2 separate regions of the Rattus norvegicus genome follow, and region 1 is linked to region 2. Evidence: chromatin contacts called from public Hi-C data. All regions are on one chromosome and are shown on one strand. The core of a region is the stretch at or near the end of the contact, and the rest is flanking DNA. Distances in the headings are between cores, read along the strand shown. Region 1 holds the start of Nabp1 (nucleic acid binding protein 1). Region 2 holds the start of Tmsb10l3 (thymosin beta 10 like 3).

Region 1 (6,907 bases), core at 1,565-4,064, 150 kb after region 2:
AGAACATGGTGCCATTTTCATTGTGGGTGCTCTGTGCTGGGGAGGAAGTGAGAGAGAATCAGCTGAGTCTGTCCTTGAGGGAGGGAGGGCCCGGAAGGGCAGGGACAGCCTCGGCACTAGCTTCTGCTTTTTATAGAGCCTGCTCCTTTCTTTCTTTGTTTTTTCTTTCTTTCTTGCATGCAAGTGTGTTTTTTATTGAACATAGATCTTTTCATACAATATATTCTGATTATGGTTTCCCTTTCTCAACTTCTTCCAGATCGGTCCATCCTTGCATCCTATCTAATTCATTCTCTCTCTCCCTCTCCCTCCCTCCCTCCCTCCCTCCCTCCCTCCCTCCCTCCCCCTTCCCCCCCTCTCTGTTAGAAAACAGGAATCTAAAAAAAATTGTAATAAGATAAAAACAAAGAAAAAACAAAACATAAGAAAAAAGGACAAGAAACAGATGGACACTGTGACTCTCTTTCAGACACGCAGAAATTGTACAAGAAACCATAATATATGACTGGTAAGGTTAAAAAAAAGTCCGGACAAAATGTTATGAGCCAAAGAACCTCCCAAAATGTCATCGAGTTGTTTTTGTATGGCCTGGCTTTAAGAGTGGTTTGTATCCCCAGTGAAACTGTTAGAGAAAACTAATTTTTGTTTGTGATCAGTTATCAGTTTCAGTTTGGGGATAGAGGCATGAGTCTGTCCACGTCTCCCCTCACTGCTGGTCAGCGCTGAGAACCCACCTGGGCCTTACCTACACAGGGCCTGGGCTCCTGATGTTTGGGCCCTCTTTAAGAAATGTGTATATAATTCTGAGCATGCCTCTTAGTCCTTTCTATGAGGGCAAATGGTTGATAATTCAGGGAGTGGCTAGTCCCCTCACCCCCAAACCCCTGGCCACCACTTTGCTCTATTATCGTTTTTTGTTGTTTTTTTCAAGGTGGGGTTTCTGTGTAGCTCAGGTTGTAGACCATGCTGACCTTGAACTCACCGGTTGCTGTTGCCTCCGGAATGGTGGGACTAAAGGTATGCTCCACCTCCAGGCTGCTCAAATATTCTCAACATGGCTTGATGTCTATTCTTAAACTTTTAAAGAGCTCATTATCAAACCTTTTAAAAAAGGTTCCAATTTACGTTTAATGCACACAACTACTTCCTTACAAATACTTAAACATTCTCGATAATGTGATTATTTTTAAAAATGTTTCTAGCAATATGTCTATGCTGTTTGCCGATATTATCCTGAAAGGAAAACAGAAGCATGTTTCTTTTTTTAAAATTTATTTATTTATTGAGTCTTCAGACACATCAGAAGAGGGTATTAGATCCCATTACAGATGGTTGTGAGCCACTATGTGGTTGCTGGGATTTGAACTCGAGACCTCTGGAAGAGCAGTCACTGCTCTTAACCCCTGAGCCAGCTCTCCAGTCCCACATGCTTTGATATAGAAGTTCTCTATTTTCCACAGCATTTGCTTATATGACTGTCTATTATACTAGAATATACTCTGCTCTTTCCATTTTACTTCTTCAGTCTGTTTTGGAGCCTTACAATCACACTACTTCAACATAAAATATTTCTGGTTGAAGCCTCCTAGAGTCAAGATTGCCTAAATTGAAACCCTGTTTGGTTATTCTCTAGTGAGTTCTATTACTTGTAAAATGGGGTTAAAATTATCACTCATCACGAGACTAAATAACAGGTTATTATTTTCAATAGAAAACTGATGAAATGAAATATTGATCACGGATCTATTTGCTACATCACTTGGGCAATTTATTTATGACCCCATTTCTTCCCTTATGAGGTAAGGATCTTAGTTTTATTGTTCAGAATATTAAATTCTGGCTAGGAAGCTTAACCAACTATTTTCAAGTTCACACAATTAGGCACCAGCTCCAGCTTGTTTGGTTGTAAAACGTACACCCCTCCCTTTTAGGTTTTGTTTTAAGGTTCTTTTTCACCAGTGTATGATTAATTCACCTTAGTTATATAAAAGCCAAATTTAAAGAAAAGGGTTAAAGAAAAAATGAATTATCTGTGGAACTTAACTGTGTATGGTTATTATCAGCATGAGAACAGGTTTACAAATTGCTTTTAAAAAGACGACGTGGTGTTTCTGGGTCCCAATTTAAACACCTCTAAAGTAAGAAGTTGATCGCCAAGTTCCCTGCGACTTGGAAACTCTTTCTTGAGAGCCTTCAGTTCGATCTTTCTCTCCCTCCTTGATCCTAAAGGGCAAAGGTGACCGAACTGAAGGCTCCTGAGGAACTAGGTAAAGAAGCCTAAGTTCCCTCCGAGCAGCAAAAGACACAGCCCTACAGAAACCCGGAAACCTGCGCGACCGGCGGGAAGAGGGTGTGGCCGAGAGCCCATTGGACGGCCTGGGGGCGGGGCTTGAGCTGACAGCAGGGGAGGAGCTAGAGAGGCTGCGTGATCATTGGCGCTGGGCTCCGCCCCAGAGGCGTGCTAGTGGGCGTGGTGACGTCGCGTGACGCCATAAGGGGCGGGGCGCGGCTTAATAAAGCTGAGGGCGCATTCGCCGGTTGCTGTTTCGGACGCGGGCTGCGTGGTTGGTGTACAGCGTTGCTGTTTTGCTGTCACGTACCTTCCCGGAGCCTGGGACTGAGGGGGCGCGCGCGTGTGCGTGTGTTTGAGGGAAAGCGGGACTCGGGCAGGGCCGTCCCCTGTTCCCTTTTCCCTTAGCGGAGGCGGCAGTCTGCACGCTCGTTTGCTCGCCGCCCACTTGGGAGCGGTCTCGGGGTGCTTTTTTGATTTTGGAACTTGTGAGAGTCTCCCCCGACCCCCACTCCCCTCTTCCATTTTTTTTTCCCCCTTTCGGCTTGGCGCCTCTAGGGCTGGTTTCCCCGGCCCCTGAATAACCGCTTCCCGACTCTGGTCGCCAGGCCTGCCTCAGGTTGCCCCCGGCTCTGCCCCTGGCCTCGGAGGGTGGGAAGCCTTGCTTAGAGGGTCTCTGAAGCTTAGCCGCACCTGCCTCTCAGTATGCATGGGGTCAACGACCCTCCTCTTTTTATAAAAGACATTAAGGCCGGACTGAAAAACTTAAATGTCGTCTTTATTGTCCTGGAGATAGGTAAGTGAGGTCCGCAGCCCGCCCCACACCCTCGAGCGCTCGGACTTCTTCCCCGCCCGCGACCCCACGTGCTCCCAGCTGAGACTCCTACCCGGGGACAGAAGTCAGTCACGTAGCATGCCAGAGGAGGGTGAGACAGCTCTCTCGAATGGACTCCTTATCTAACACATCTTTCCTTCTCCCCTGTTTGATTTTTTAAATCTTCACAGGACGAGTGACCAAAACCAAAGACGGCCATGAAGTGAGATCCTGCAAAGTAGCTGATAGAACGGGAAGCATCACTATTTCTGTGTGGGATGAGATCGGAGGGCTCATACAGACAGGGGATATTATTCGATTGACCAGAGGGTAGGTGTGCATAAATTGGGGTAGGTGTGGGGTTGGCCGACTTCCGGGGTTCAGAACTTGCCGGGCTCTTCCATGGGCCACTTCAAGAAGTGAGCCGTTTTAGTGGACAGCATTGGGCAGCTCACCTTTCACAGCTACCTTGTTTTAAGTAGGGAATTAACTCCTATCATCCAATCTTAAAGGTTAATTTTATTTTGAAAATACCACAGAAGTTTGTGAGCCTTTATCAGTGAGGCCGATAAAGACCACATTACCCCTTTTTTTTTCCCCTTTCTTCGAGACTGGGTTTTTCTATATAACCTGGAGCAATTTCTATAGACTAATCTGTCCTCGAACCTACAGAGACCTGGCTGCCAAATCAGTTTTTTGTGCCACACCACTTGGACACATTTCCTTTTTAGTCACTCCATGTCTTCCACCTCCTTCCTTGTACCATGAAATCCTTTCAGTACCTTATTTGTACTCATCATTTAGGTGGTATGGACATAAATTGAATAGCTGGGGAATTTAACTCCTAATTTTGCCTTCATTTTGGAAACAGTGTCTCCTGTATTCCAGGTTCTTTTTGAACTTTAAGATGCCCAAGAGAATGACCTTGATTTTCTGCTTTTTCCTGCCTCCACTTCCCCAGGTGGTAGGATTCCAGGCGGGTACCGAAACGTCCTGGGGAAAGAACAAAATGCCTTCTGCATGCCAAGCAAACATTCTGCCATCTGACTTACAGTCCCAGCTTGAATTTAACATTTCTGTGGTCACATGTACTCAGCAAGATCAGTGTTTCATGAAAACCAAAATAAAACACCAAGTGGCAGGAGAGAGCATCTTTGATCCATTCAGAATATTTAATTGGTTATGGAGATAGAGTACTTTTTTTCATAGACTTGAAATTTTTACCAAATGTTGGTCTTAAGAGAAGTCCAGGAAAGAATCTTAGAAAGTAGAATATGGAAGCTTCTGTGATTGAGAGAATTGTGATAACTTTATTGGTAGCCATCAGAAAAATAGTTGGCAATTGCTGTTGGGCTAAGAGAATCTAAGAAGTATTGAGTCTTTGGGCAGGAGCTCTTTGATACTATCTTACAGGCCTTACAGCATTTTCAGGAAGTGAGGTAAAGTGTCATCAAAGCAGGAAGTGAGAGTCAGAACTTAGGCATCTTATTCTTATTCACCGAGTCATTGTGACATTAAATTACATCTTCTTAACTTTCATAGCTTTTCCCACAAAAGAGAATTGCTTCTTTTGGGGGTTATGGGGAGAACTACAATACTACTACTAATCATAATATGTTTTTAGTCACGAAGTTACCTTGGTAGTTGTACAAAAATACATTGAAAAAAACCAGACTTTGGTCTGATTCTGCTAACTCGATTAGATTATATTTTCCTTAGATTTAATGATGTCATTCACATTTAAAATTGTTCACACTAAACAATTGGTTTCATTATGTTGATATTAAAACTTGCAAAATTTGGGAAGGCCAGCAGGGCAAGAGGAAGGTTAGTGGTCTTTTTTTAGCTCCTTTATAAAGTTGTGCCAAACTTTGAGGAGTTTGAGAACTGCGATCTGCAGAAGTAGATGACTTATATCATCCTTGACCATGTCAATAACTATAAAAGAAAATACTATACATTCTACTGAAAGCATAATTTACTTTTCCTCTAGATATGCATCAATGTGGAAAGGATGCCTGACACTTTATACTGGAAGAGGTGGTGAACTTCAAAAAATTGGAGAGTAAGTATTAAAGTGCATTTTGTTTAATTAAATTTCAAATAATGTTTATAGAATAATTGGTAAGTATAAACTGTAAGCCACTCATTTGGCCTGTGAAGACTTGGCTTTATGCCGTAGGTAGGTAACTGTTTTAAACACTATCAGTTCTGCTCCCTGTGGTTGAGAAGGTGAACTTTTCCCAGCAGACCTGAGTTTAGACAAGCTCCAGTGGAGCCCTGTCTGTAACATTAGAAAAATGTGTCTTTCAGGTGTCATTTGAAGTAGTCTCTCTTGATTTACTAAAATAGAATCTAGACATGGGTTTTGATCTATAGTTTTCATTGTCTCTATGGATGAATTTGTACTAGAGTTAAAGGGACTTTAAGTAGTGAAAGTTGAAGCCTTCTGTTTGTCCTATTCTATGTATAGTACATACAGCCACAATTAGTGTGTGCCATGTGGGTAATGACTGCATCCTGACCTGCAGGAACATGTGGGGAGTATAAAAGTGTTTTAGTCTCCATGTTAGCCTACCTGTCTGGGTTTCATCCATAATGTGTGTTATACATAATGAGCCAAATTGTTAGTCCATTCTCTTTGGTTGCTAATGCTTAGATATATCTTAGTGCTCATTAGATTGGAGTAGAGAAGTCATAAATGGAACTAAAAAAGAGAGAGGAAAACTCATACCAGAGATGAATTGTGTCTTGGTTAATATGAAAGGGAAAAAGTGTAATCTGATTAAACATCAGAATCTGAGTTACCACTTCATCAGGAAGGTGATTGTTGGGACTGGTGTAGGTTCGTATGCAGAATGATGCTCCTTAGAGTCATGTGTTATGAAGGTCTGTGGGGCACAATTGCAGGATCTGGCTAGATAGTCATAAATACAGAGATTCTGCAATAATGGTGGTCAGCTAGGTAAAGAACCACAGGAAGTTACTCATTTCCTCATAGCTGTTCTTTGTCAGGGTCAATTTAAGATTTTCCCAAACTGGATCTAGTTCATTTTAGAATTGAAGAGCTATGATTGTTCTTAGTTAACGTGCTACTGTTAAGGTAATATTTGACACCTAAGGTTTTTATTCTTGTAAGTTAAGGAGATTATACAAAAAAGTTGAAGTCATTTAACTTGTCCTTTATTTCAGATTTTGTATGGTGTATTCAGAAGTGCCAAATTTCAGTGAGCCAAACCCAGATTATAGAGGACAGCAGAACAGAGTGGTAATTAATCAAAAAATATGGTATATTTTTAGGGTTGGGTTAAGTTGACTGTGTACCATAGTTCTGTCAGCAGGGTAAGCCTCTGATGTCCACAGTGTAATGAGAAGAATTATAAAACAATCTTGAGGACTGGGGATATAGCTGCACTGATAGCCTGCTTGTCTAGGATACATGATGCCCTGGGCTCTGCCGACAAGTACTGCGAAAGACAAACACTGGGGCATGTCTGAAGTCCCATCTCTTAGGAGGCTGGAAGTAGGATAGGAAGTGCAAAGTCATCCTGACTACATACGGGTGCGGGTGCGAGGCTACTTTAGGGACATGGGACCCGATCTCAAAACAAAACAACCCTTAAAGTAGCCTTCATTACATTCTGTGAGTTTGTATACAATTTCTAACACATGCTTTTTAGTACTTTGCAGACTTGAAGGAAATATCAGCCAGTATTGAGTATAATAAAAGCTATAAGAGACTTGAGAAAGATTTCCGAATACTTTAACATTGAATGGATTTGGACAAACCTTTAAATATTGTT
Region 2 (6,783 bases), core at 3,621-6,120:
CTTTTTGAATTAGATTTGCTTTGGATTTTAATAAAATACCTCCTTAATAACTTCAGGAAGTACTGAATAGGGAGAGTAATTTCCAAATACAAAGGTTTGTGTGTCTCAATGTTATACTATCTCAACTGAAATTTCTTGAGGAATTTGTTCTCTTAATTCTCTCTTAACAGTCTTAGTAACAAGTCATTGTGTGTAAGTTATATTTCTTAGGAGGTATTTTGCACAGATTCTCTTTCTCTAGTCCAGGTTGGAACTCATTAAGTAGATTAGGCTGGCCTTGAACTCACGGTAATCCTCCTGTCTACTGAGTGCTGGGGTTAAAGGCTAAGTCACTATTCTCAAATAGCCGGCTTTCTTTCTTTCTGGGGTGGTTGGATTGAGGCAGGGCCCCAGCTGGCCTAGAAGTTGCCGTGTAGATCAGACAAGCCTTGAACTTACAGAGCTCTTCCTGCATCTGCCCTCAGTGGTGGTTTTGTAGGTTGATATGGAGATGCCAGTTTGCTTTAGAGCACTCATCTCTAAATAAAAAGATGATGGTTAAGGCTTTGAAGCTATGACCTAATCTCTCTCTCTCTCTCTCTCTCTCTCTCTCTCTCTCTCTCTCTCACACACACACACACACACACACACACACACACACACACACACACACACACAGAGGCAGGCAGAATAGTTCTGCTGTTAGAATATGGCATCAGCATGGAGGATACAGCTCAGTGGTAGAATTCTTACCCAGCATATCTAAGACACCAGATTTCATTCCTAGTCCTTATAGCCTTTCCCAGTGCTCCCTACCTTCAAGGATTTGGCTCCTAAGACTAGACTCCCTGTGTTTAAATTCTGCCCCATTTCAACTTCCTGAGTAACATTGGTCCACACAGCCTAAATTCCTTGAGTTTAGAAACAAATTCCCTTGCCGAAGATGTCCACCTTTTGAAATGAAGGTAACAGTGTATCAACACTCTAGGACTATTGTAAAACGAAGTGATTTATTCTCTGCAAAGAACTAAGAACACTGAGGGATTCCTGACAAGCCTCCTGTGCTGCAGACACCATTATCTGTTATAAATGACCTGTATGTATTGTACCCTCTAGGCATGTTCATGTCCAAAGAAAGATGTAGTCATTTAGGGTTTATGGAGAAGAATCTCAGGGAGTATAGGTCCCTTTCCAAAGCCTTGTTATGGGATAGAGAAAATGAAAACAAGTGCTTTTGACATGGTCTAAGCAGTCACAAGAAGTGAATCTACTCAGGTGTATGATAGGAAAAGACAGGAGTACCTCAGAGAGAGAGAGAGAGAGAGAGAGAGAGAGAGAGAGAGAGAGAGAGAGAGAGAGAATTTACGAAGCATTCATTAAAAGGATACAAAAAGGAAACCGTAATAGTCAAAGAACACTTCAGAAAAGGAAATTTGACTTTACATTGACACTAATGCTTTAAATGGACCAGTGTAGTAGTGAATTGAAAGAAAGTATTCACATCAGCATTATATCTTTAAATTAAGGCACTGCTATGCAGCAGTTTCCTTCACATTAAAATATTCTCTCCTTGATGGAGCAAGAAGGCTCACCAACCCCAGAAAGCTGGGAAAACATACAAGGCCTGGGAAGTAAATGAAACTTACAAGATTCAGGACATTCCTGAAAATTACAAGATTCACATGCGTTTACACCCTCAAAGCCATAAAAGCAATAAATACTTGCTATAGGGAGGAGAGTACCTTTGAATCATGCAGGGAGCTCCAGGAATGGAGCTTTTGTGAGTCATTGCCCATGCTGGGCTGGGTTTTTTGATAATGCAACTTCCTTTGGGTCACCCATGTTCCTATAAGAAATCCTTTACCCAAAAGTAACACCAGTAAGCTCACTGGTTCACTGAGACTTGGAAAGAGTTGTTCTTGTGATTTCCTGTTAGTGCCCTATCAGGAGTGAAAACACATTTGTTCAGAGCTTCTTAGGAAAATTCACACAATAGGCAGTGAAGAGATTGCTAAGGGACTTCTGAAACTTGAGTAGATTGATGCTGACTTGAATGGTAGGTGATTGAGATTGAAGGGGCATCCCTGGCTGGTACTAGTCCTTCACACCAGGCCGCAGTATATATAGGCTGTAAAACCAGAGGCTTTGTTTAACGGGCTGTGTGTGCTTTTCCATCATGAACCTCTCAGGTTCCAACAGCAACAAAGCTTTCTCCTTTGCTTGTCAATGTGTGAAAATTAAACCAAGACTGGTATTTGAGGGAAACACAGGGCAATGTCACTCAGAGGATTTGCTCCTCTATTTCCAGGTGTTAAAGGACAGATGAAGAAGGGAGAAAAGTTTAAGTACAGAGGAAATCTAGCACCTAAAAATGGGACTTTGATACTACAGAGATGACTTAGTGGCTAACAGAGTATAGTGCTCTTACAGAAGACCAGAGTTCAGTTCCCATTACTCAGGTCAAGAGCCTCCATCTCCAGGGGATCTGATACGACTGGCCTTGGTGGGCACCTGTACACACACACATACATGCACGCACATGCACATGAATGGGCACAGGCATGCCTGTGCGCGCGCGCGCGCGCACGCACACACGCGCACGCACACACACACACAATTAAAATTAAACAAACTTTAAAGGCTTACTATGAAGGGCATATTATATTCTATGGTAAAGTTCAAGGACATTTTTGAATGTTGGTGTGATTATATTCAGAATTTTTCCAGACTTCAAAATGGAGTTTTTTGTTACTTCATTTCTCTTTGAATAGATACATTAAAATTTTGTAGCACATGGCCTTCGAACTTCTCCTAAGAACCTAGAATTTAGACATGTTATTACTTTGTGTTTAAACAATTACTTTGGGGATTATCACAAATTCATCAACTATATGTTTTTTTTTTGGATTTGGTTTGTGAGAATTTTATTGAGTATTTTTGCATCAATATTCATAAGGAAAACTTGTCTGAAGTTCTTTCTTTGTTGGGTCTTTGTCTTGTTTAGGTATGAGTGTAATTGTGGCTTCATAGAAAGAATTGGGTAGTGTTCCCTCTGTTTCTATTTTGTGGAACAGTTGAACATTGGTATTAGGTCTTCTTTGAAGGTCTGATAGAATTCTGCAATAAACCCATCTTGTCTTGAGCTTTTTTTGGTTGGGAGACTTTTTTTTTCTTTTCTTTTCTTTTTTTCGGAGCTGGGGACCGAACCCAGGGCCTTGCGCTTGCTAGGCAAGCGCTCTACCGCTGAGCTAAATCCCCAACCCTAACTATATGTTTTTATTTCTTAAAATGGCAAACAACTCATGAACTGTGTATAGGAGATAGGCTTCGGGGTAATTCTCTTAAAAAGAATTGTTCAAAAAGATCTCTTTTTTTAAAACGATTTATTTATTATTATGTTTTTATGAGTACACTGTAGCTGTTTTCAGACACACCAGAAGGGAGCATCAGATCCCATTACAAATGATTGTGAGCCATCATCTGGTTGCTGGGAATTAAACTCAGGACCTCTGGAAGAACAGCCTCTTAACCATAGAGCCACCTCTCCAAAAAGATCTCTTATTCACACCAAATTTTCTTTCTTGGGCTGAAATGAACTCAGTGATCCTAGAATGAAAAACATTATCGAGAGGCCTTATCTCCAGTGATATTCTAGCTGCAATCAGTGGGCCTCTGAACTCCACCATGCCCCCAACAAAGTTGTCCAAAATTCTAGTAGTCAGCTCTGCCTAACATCTTCCTGTAATGACTGGACAGAAATTAGTAGAGGGAAAACTAGTCTTCTTGAGATGGCCTTATGCCAACAAAGGCTTCAGCCAAGCAAAGAGGCATGATTTGGTACAGCAAATCATGTTTCTCTACAATCAACCCAACAGGAAACTAAGGTTAAACCTTCTCTAGACTCTATCTTTAGAAGAAAGTAATAACTAAGGTTGCCCATGGTCAGTCTGTAGGAAGTCACAGTAGGATCACCCCAAGTTAAGTCCATTCTTAAAATGCTGTTCCTTTGGTCGTTACTAGCAATACCTCCAGCACCACAGCATCAGCAGAACAGTTGTGCATCCTCACAGATTAAGCTGTATGTGGTGTCACCTCCCTAGCGTATCATGCCACTGTCTGCACTCACACTCTATTGCATTGAAGGAATCATAATGAGTTCCAGCATTCAAAATGGTCTAACACAGCATGCAAAACTTCTCCTTGAGAAAAATACATCTTTGCTTCCTCCTGTTTTCCACGAAGAACTTACCTTATAAAAAAAAAAATAGGCACCTAACTGGTTAGGCATTGATAAGGCAAAAATATAAGAAAGAGACTGAGTATTGAGAGTTTTACAGTTTCATTTTTTTTTTTTTTTGCCACGAGGTGTGTTTTATTTTCATCAATCCTACAAATAATTTTCTATACTATCCCAGGGCAAACCGGCGAAATTTGGCAGTCCTATTATTGGGGGGGGGGGGGGCCTTCAGAGATCCACGGGCCGGTGGCATCCGCGCGGAGTGCCCGGGTTCACAGTGCAGCTTGCGGCTCTGGTCCATCTTGTCGGTGGCTCTTCCTCCACATCACGAGGGTGTCTTGGAGATGAAGGGGTGGGCTGGGGAAATCTTCCTAGGCTTTTAGGAGATTTCACTCCTCTTTTCCTGTTCAATGGTCTCTTTGGTCGGCAGGGTGTTCTCCTGCGTTTCGGTTTTCTTCAGCTTGGCCTTATTGAAGCTGGCGATTTCCCCCACGTCCGGCTTGTTTGCCATTTTCTTACAACTCATGGATTCTCGTTCCGAGCTCGCACTCCAGGTACTCCCACTCGCGTTGCTGCAGCAAGAGACCCAGTTAATCATTCTTACTTGACATTTCTAAATTTCATTCAGAAATCACCTGATTTTTAAGAGCTGCCTGCCTTTGTAAAGGCAGCAGGAAATGTAGTCAGTGTAGAGTGCCTGCTAGGATTCAGTTGTGTGAGAATGAATGATCGTTTATAGTTGGCATTATGCAAATATTAATTTTCTTAAATTCTAGCATTGTAATTAGCCATTAGATCCCTTTAAAATTCTTATTTAAATATATTTGTCTCATTCTTTTTAACTGTGCCGTCTTTCCTCAAATATGTATTAGATGGTTCGTCAGGTACCAAATCAATGTTGGACCTGGGGCACAATGCTGAGTGACAGTTCCAGATTCCACAGAACAGTCTGGTAACAGGCAGTGACACGACAGAAACATTTTCTCTGTCAGAGGGATCAAATAAAAAAAATCTGTATGAAATGGAGGGAAACTGAGTCAGAAAATGGCTTAGAGTAAATGAAAGTTGTTAGCACTGGGAGGTCCAGAGCTGGCTTCAGGGCCACCCTTGACTCAGGGTCTGGTGACCAAGGCTGGGTACCAAACCTTCCTTGCCTGGGGCTAAGTCCAGAAATGTCTTAAGGATTGCCGCCGCCTGCAAACAAGGGAAAAGAACAAAACAATAACCATAAAAAGCCTCAAAGCTAAAGCAAAACAAAATGTTATGATTTGTGCATTTTTCTACAAAAGCGATTTGTTCTGTGGTAGCAGAGAGAGCCTGCATTTGATTTCTACAAGATATGCAGTAATGGGTTATGTACTCCAGGGAAAAACCATTCTTAAGGGAGAGAGAATGTGATGGATTCACTTCCTTGGTGAGGTTTATAACATGTGGCAGTTTTAGTGCGAGCAGGTATTTGCTCTATAAACTTGGAGAGCTTGGCATTAGTGGTAGCTCATTTCCAAACGAAGAAGAACGCAGCTCCCCACTCCCTCTGGTTATTAATCCTTCTGGGGATAAGCAGGAAGATAAAATGTTTTCCTGGTGTTGTGTTTGCCTGTCATGGTAATGTGCACATGCCCCGTCACCAGCACCTGTGTGCTGCACGCAGCCCTGATGCTTCTGTTCGTAACGGAACTGTTCACTGCCAGGCTGCTGGGGCCGCATTCTCAGCTGAATGGAGTCAGGGTTATTTCTGCTCCTTGTTCAAATGCTCCCTCTCAATTAGATGCTCTACGATTAGCTGCCTTGCAATTAGATGCTGGGTTTCTTATTCTGTGAACAGCCAGTTTCTCAGTCCCTTGAGGCCATTTCCCGTCCTCCCTCCTCAAAACCTGCTGTTCCGCTTGTTTCAGTTTAAACGGGGGCTAAAGAGAGGCAGAGCTGGCAGCCAGCTGGCCTCCCAGAGGGCCTTGGAGGCCAGCCCAGCACTGTGGGTCTCTGGAGACACTGTCCAGCCTTGACTGGTCTCTGGAGACACTATCCGGCTTTGGCTGGTCATGGTACCACATGGCATCATCTCCATGAGAAGTGGTTCTGTTCGGGTCAGGCTAACTCAGGTTCATGAGTCTCTGAATCTCACTGTCAGATAAAGCAAAATGCCAAATTACTTATTCGCTATTAAAGAATACTTGCCTAGCAATATTGGTGTCAGCCACTCGATTCTCTTCTTTTTTTTTTTTTTTTTTTTTTTTTTTTTTTCGGAGCTGGGGACCGAACCCAGGGCCTTGAGCTCGCTAGGCAAGCGCTCTACCGCTGAGCTAAATCCCCAACCCCCCGATTCTCTTAACACAACTAAAGTCTGTTTGGGCAACCAAATTACAGAGCATGATGTTTCTTGGTGACAGACAAAACGACTTAGGCATACTGTTCATTACAGATTCAATTGATATATGCTTTCTAGAAGACAATTTAGTTTTTAAAGATTATTTTTATTTATGTGTGAGTGTGTGAGTGTGTGTGTGTGTGTGTGTGTGTGTGTGAGATGCCTGTGGAAGCTAGAAGATGGTGTTAGGTCCCTTGGAATG

Evidence for each region. Hi-C and Micro-C count contacts between places; a contact is called where the count stands out from the background.
Region 1: a Hi-C map of the A7r5 cell line shows a contact between it and region 2, with 2.9 times the contacts expected there. The contact joins the promoter of Nabp1 here to the promoter of Tmsb10l3 in region 2. A contact is called at or near these places in 12 of 12 Hi-C or Micro-C datasets (the A7r5 cell line, the Rat2 cell line, Schwann cells and 7 more) and 1 of 1 datasets of contacts at active chromatin or transcription factors (oligodendrocytes).

The regions. Positions count from the first base shown.
Region 1 is chr9:57,616,127-57,623,033 of GRCr8, forward strand. It overlaps Nabp1 (nucleic acid binding protein 1), which reads left to right and starts at 2,815. Exons shown (of 6, transcript NM_001014216.2): 1 at 2,815-3,086; 2 at 3,296-3,434; 3 at 5,098-5,169; 4 at 6,297-6,372. The coding sequence starts at 2,996.
Region 2 is chr9:57,462,501-57,469,283 of GRCr8, forward strand. Tmsb10l3 (thymosin beta 10 like 3) reads right to left here and starts at 4,871. Exons shown (of 1, transcript XM_039084568.2): 1 at 4,465-4,871. The coding sequence starts at 4,814. The coding sequence ends at 4,596.